2 separate regions of the Macaca mulatta genome follow, and region 2 is linked to region 1. The links are chromatin contacts, called in public Hi-C maps. All regions are on one chromosome and are shown on one strand. The core of a region is the stretch at or near the end of the contact, and the rest is flanking DNA. Distances in the headings are between cores, read along the strand shown. Region 1 holds the start of TRMT10C (tRNA methyltransferase 10C, mitochondrial RNase P subunit). Region 2 holds the start of LOC701808 (putative protein ARB2BP).

Region 1 (2,708 bases), core at 164-2,663:
ATTAGCCAGGTGTGGTGGTGCGCACCTGTAATCCCAGCCACTCGTGAGGCTGAAGTAGAAGAATTGCTTGAAAAGGTGGGGGGGTGGGGGGGGGCGGAAGTTGCAGTGAGCCGAGATTGTACCACTGCACTCCGGTCTGGGCGACAGAGTAAGACTGTCTCAAACAAACAAACAAAAAACACCTCAAATGCAACAAATCGAAATAACCCCTCTACCTTTGCTTCACAATCTGGTCCTCCTTCAGTGTTGTTTCAAGGGATATTGCTATCCATTGGTATTGTTCCCAACATATATTTCTAAGCCTATTGCGGCCAGGTCAGCAGCATCAGCATCTCTAGCTACTCTTCACCTCACACTTTAGTATTCCACCATTAGTTTTCACAGCACTCTTGTCCCTATGACAGTACTTCTAACACTGTACTGTAATTGGCTGGTTATCTATTTGCCTCTCTAGATGGTAAGGACTAACTAGTGTCCATGAGGACAAGGACTTTGTCTATAATGTTAACATTGAATCCAATGCTTGACAATAAATATTGTCAATAAATATTGGCTCACAGTAATCACGCAAATATTTTCCTAATATCCTTGCTCGATGCTTCTTACATTAAAAAAAAGAAAAAAAGTTCAGCCTCCCTTTATTATTTTTTTGAGGGGTATCGGAGTGCAGTGGCGCCATCTTGGGTCACTGCCAGCTCCGCCTCCCGGGCTCACGCCATTCTCCTGCCTCAGCTTCCCGAGTAGCTGGCACTACAGGCGCCCACCACGCCCGGCTAATTCTTTTGTATTTTTAGTAGAGACGGGGTTTCACTGTGTTAGCCAGGATGGTCTCGGATCTCCTGACCTCGTGATCCGCCCGCCTCGGCCTCCCAATGTGCTGGGATTACAGGCGTGAGCCACCGCGCCCTGCTCAGCCTCCCTTTAAAGAGAAAACAATTTACTTTAAAATCCCCGAAATATTTAAGCTGGAGTCCCCAGGCACCAGTCTAATAAACATTGATTTCAGAAAGAGTTTTAAAAGTTTTATTCTTGTAACTGGTAAAGACTTAGAATACCACAGAAATGAAAACCCCACTTGCAAAAAGCAATCAAGGACATCGTTTCAGGAACCACTGATTTTGTTTAAGGTACTGTACTAGTTACAGTTTATTATTCACTGGGCTTCCTCTTACCTCTGGACCTTCCGAGCGCATATGCTCCACTAAGTGCGTCCCGGAACGTCTCCGGCGTCCTCCCACCCCCAACACACACATTAGGAGAAAGAAGAAACTCGCTTACCAGGAGTGCAAAGATAGTGGTTCTAGCTGACGCAAAGTGCAGGGACCCTAGAGGACGAAGGACTCCGCCGTATGGACGCCCAGTGACCCGCGCCGAAGCCAGCACGCAGCTCACCCAACATTCCACACGATAGACCAAAGCGGTTGCTGGGGCTCAGGCGGAAGTTCCGCCCTCTCCCTTCCGGCGCTGCTTTTTTATGTCACAGCACGCAAAGAACGCTTTCCCGGCTGAAAGAAGCGCCGTAGACTAGACAGGTGTCTGTAGGCAGTTGGGTACTTGCAGACTACGCTCTTAGTTGTCATGGATTTGTACCTATGTTGTGTTGTGTTGTGTTTTCCTCCATTTATCCTAAAAACTGTCTCTGGGCCGGCCAGGTGGCTCACGCCTGTAATTCTAGCGGTTTGGGAGGCTGAGGCGGGCGGATCACTTGAGGTCAGGAGTTCGAGACCAGCCTGGCCAACATAGTGAAATCCCGTCTCTACCAAAAACACAAAAATTAGCCAGGTGTAGTGTCGCGCGCCTGTAGTCCCAGCTACTCAGGAGGCTGAGGCAGGAGAATCACTTGAACCCGGGAGGCGGAGGTTGCGGTGAGCCGAGATCACGCCACTGCACTCCAGGCTGGGCAACAGAGTGAGACTCCGTCTCAAAAAGCCAAACAAAAACTGTTCCTAATCCTGTTCTCAACTGACTCTCCTCTTGGGCTCCGTATTTATAAACATTTGCTGACCAAGTACTAAAATAAAGTGTGTTTTTTTCCACAGATCTTCTTACTCAGCTTCAAACTCCCTGACGCTAGGACTTTAAACTCTTAATCTTTTTGACCAGTTTATCACCAGTACCTGTCACTATGCTTGGAACATGGTAAGCCACAGTAAGTTTCTCTCTCCTCCTAGTTCATTTGGAAAATTTAATGTGAAATGAAGTTAAAACACTGTTGTAAATAAATTGGTGGCCTTTGGGTCAAAATCCAGCCTCCACATATTTTGTTTAGCTAGCACAGTGTTTTTATGTTTTCAATTATTTTAGTTTAGCTGTCATCTTAAAAACATATGGTACAAGACCATTTACTGGGGAAAGGTCAATCTTTTCGACAGTTTGTGCTGGGAAAACTGCATATACACATGAGAAGAGTGAAGTTGGACCCTTACCTAACACCATATATAAAAACTAACTCAAAATGAGTCAAATACTTAAATAAAATAGTGTAGTGAAAACTATAAAACAGAATTAAACATAGAGGAAAATCTTCATGACATTGGATTTGGTAGATTTCATAAGTATGACACCAAAATCATAGGCAACATAAGAAAAAATATACAAATTGGGCTTCATAAAATTGAAATACTTTTGGGCCGGGCGCGGTGGCTCATGTCTGTAATCCCAGCACTTTGGGAGGCCGAGACAGGCAGATCACGACGTCAAGAGATTGA
Region 2 (2,710 bases), core at 123-2,622, 54 kb after region 1:
ATTTTTGTGGAGAGGGGGGTCTTGCTTTGTTGCCCAGGATGGTCTTGAATGTCTGGGCTCAAGCTATTCTGCCTCAGCCTCCTAAAGTGCTGGGATTACAGACGTGAGCCACTGTGCCCGGCCCAGCTTGACTTCTGAGTCAGTTAAGTTCTTTGGTTAAAAAAATTAGTTTGTGAGGAAACTGAACATTCAATTATTATTCAGAAAGCAATGTTTTTGTTAAACAGAAATTAACCAAATAAACCAACAAAATGAAATCCTTACAGTGAACCTCAATCCCAGCAAGACTTAAAGTGTATCTGCCTTGCGGTCATTACTGCCATGTAGAACACTTCCCCAAGCCCAACACCCCACAACACCTGTGGCCTCACCTCTACCTGGGGACTGACCATATTATAATTAGGAAGGCTTGACTCATGAAGAAGGGGACTGCTTTAGTGGACGAGTTGGGCCGATCCCTTTATTGACTCCATTAGGATGGGAGATGGGGGTTGGAGGGATAGGGGTGAGAGGTATAAAGGGCCGGCTTGGGAATCAAACCCGATTGATTTCCAGAGTCCCTTTGGGCTTGGATCATGCCAGAAACATTTTCCCTGCTTAGAGCACTGTGCTGAATTTTGTTAAACTTGTGATTAAATCGTCATGAAAGCTTACACGTTCATTTAAAAATTATTCAGATATGCACCATTAGGGATCAGGCTAATAGTACCAGACCTTTAGTTCATTGATGACCGGTCTAGTCCCTTAAGTATCGTGGTAAATGTTAATTGAACAAATTCCAGTGTATAGCCACCCACTTTTTGTCATCTCAGTATTTCAGTTATTGAAAAATTAAGTTCTAGCTTTTACGGAACTTTAAAAATCACGAGTTTTAATTTTAAAAAGAAATTCTCTCTAAGACATTTTTCCTCGTCAGCCTACTTATTTTCAGTGCAAATGCTAAACTAATAGCTAGGCTATTATTAGGTGATTTTGCCATCTTAAAATCTTTTGGTTTCTGAGTTCGAGGAAGGGCGTTTGGGGCAAATATGTAAGAGAGGCTGTCAGGAACGTAATACTGCAAACACTAACGTTTTGTTTTCATAGTTGTTTGGCCACCTCGCGAGATCCAGTGAACCGGAGGAGTTCCTGTTTTCCCCTTTTAATTGTTGTCAATCTAATCTTCAAAGTCAACAAAGCTAAAATCAAGCACCCAGATGGTTCACTTCCCCAGAGGGGATCAGATCATGAAATAAACCCCACGAAAAAAACGCTGGAGGAGACAGCCCACAGAGAAAAGTCCCAGGAAATGATTTCCGGTTGATGGTGGGAGGGGCAGCTGATTTCCGGTCGAAGGGCAGGCGACGGCTCTTGCGCAAGCGCGCTTCGCACATTGCTGGCTTTTTTTTTTTTTCTTTCCCCTCCCCCTCCCTCTCCCAAGCCGGAGGGGTCCTGAGGTGACAGCGCCTGCAACTGAAATTTCAGCAGCGGGAGAAGATGGACAAGAGAAAGCTCGGGCGACGGCCATCTTCATCCGGTGAGAAAGGGTCGGAGGAGGGTTAAGCATATTGTCTCCTACCCGGGGCAGACGGGAGGCGCTGGCGGCAGCTGGGGTTGCGGCCCGAAGCCGCGAGGGCGAGGGCGGGGGCGGGGAGAGGAGGGGGCGCGCACAATGGAAGGCTCCCGGGTCGTCCCCGCCCCTCGAGTCGAAGACCGGGTCCGAGCTGTCATCGAAGCCTCGGGCGCTCTTCACCTCAAAACCCCTTTTATTTTTTCCCTCCTCCCGCGAACACTCTCCTTGCGTCTCATCGGACCATGGATCTTCCCGGTTGGCTTGCCACTCTCTGCCACGCCTTCCTCGTAATTCCACCAATGTTCCAATTTCATTTCGGTGTCTCAGCGCCTGACCCCACTTTCCTCTCTTCCTTTGCTTCTCGACTTTGCGTCCCTTCCCCTCTCCCTCCTCTTTCCCTCAGCAGGTAGCTGCTGCTGGGGAGGAAAGGTGGGGCTTGCGAACGGAGACTCCTTTTCTTTGATACAATGCCTCGCTGGGTCTTGTTCTGCTGAACAGGCCCGCCTAATAGCCTTTTTCTTTTCCAGCCTCCCCTGCGTCTTCCAAAAGTGATTGGAAAATCAAACAAAGGATATGAAGCCGTGCTTTCGTTGTGTTTTTATTTTCAGCATATTTTTGTTTTGGAAATTATTTTGTTTTAAATGACTATCTTCAGTTTTGTGTACAACGTCTTGGAAACAAGAAGGTGGAGTTATAAAGACGTGAGGTAGAGTTCCTCCCAGTCGAGAAGTTTTTGTCAAACATTTCATCCATTAAGGGGTCCTCAAGTCCTTGTGTTAAGTCCTACGGGTGGTAGGAGGAGAGGACGAGGACTCACATGCTTACAGTCCACAAACGAACGCCCAATGAATCAATTTCATTTCATTTTTCTGTTTCTTATGGTACCGTTGATTTCTGCAGAAACATTGTTGACAATTCCAAATTTATTTAGGAGTGCCCTGTGGCAGTGCATCTCAAACTTCTTTCAGCCTTAATTGCAAAGGAGAGTGATTATGGATCTCTGGGGACACTACTTGAAGCAGTTGAAAACCTGAAATCCCTTTTCATATGCAACCAGTGTTAGCGATTTTGGTGTGTATTCTGGAGATAGTAGTTTTCTCCTTTGAAAGCACATGTATAAATGATATATGTGTATATTTATACATACATGTAGGTATA

Evidence for each region. Hi-C and Micro-C count contacts between places; a contact is called where the count stands out from the background.
Region 2: a Hi-C map of fetal cortical plate shows a contact between it and region 1, with 1.7 times the contacts expected there. The contact joins the promoter of LOC701808 here to the promoter of TRMT10C in region 1. A contact is called at or near these places in 4 of 14 Hi-C or Micro-C datasets (CD4 T cells, cortical neurons, fetal cortex germinal zone and 1 more).

Annotation. Positions count from the first base shown.
Region 1 is chr2:182,019,293-182,022,000 of T2T-MMU8v2.0, forward strand. It overlaps TRMT10C (tRNA methyltransferase 10C, mitochondrial RNase P subunit), which reads right to left and starts at 1,414. Exons shown (of 2, transcript XM_015129663.3): 1 at 1,279-1,414. It also overlaps the pseudogene LOC106996647.
Region 2 is chr2:182,073,147-182,075,856 of T2T-MMU8v2.0, forward strand. It overlaps LOC701808 (putative protein ARB2BP), which reads right to left and starts at 1,373. Exons shown (of 2, transcript XM_015129067.3): 1 at 1,271-1,373. The coding sequence starts at 1,373. It overlaps SENP7 (SUMO specific peptidase 7), which reads left to right and starts at 1,411. Exons shown (of 22, transcript XM_077993995.1): 1 at 1,411-1,516. The coding sequence starts at 1,477.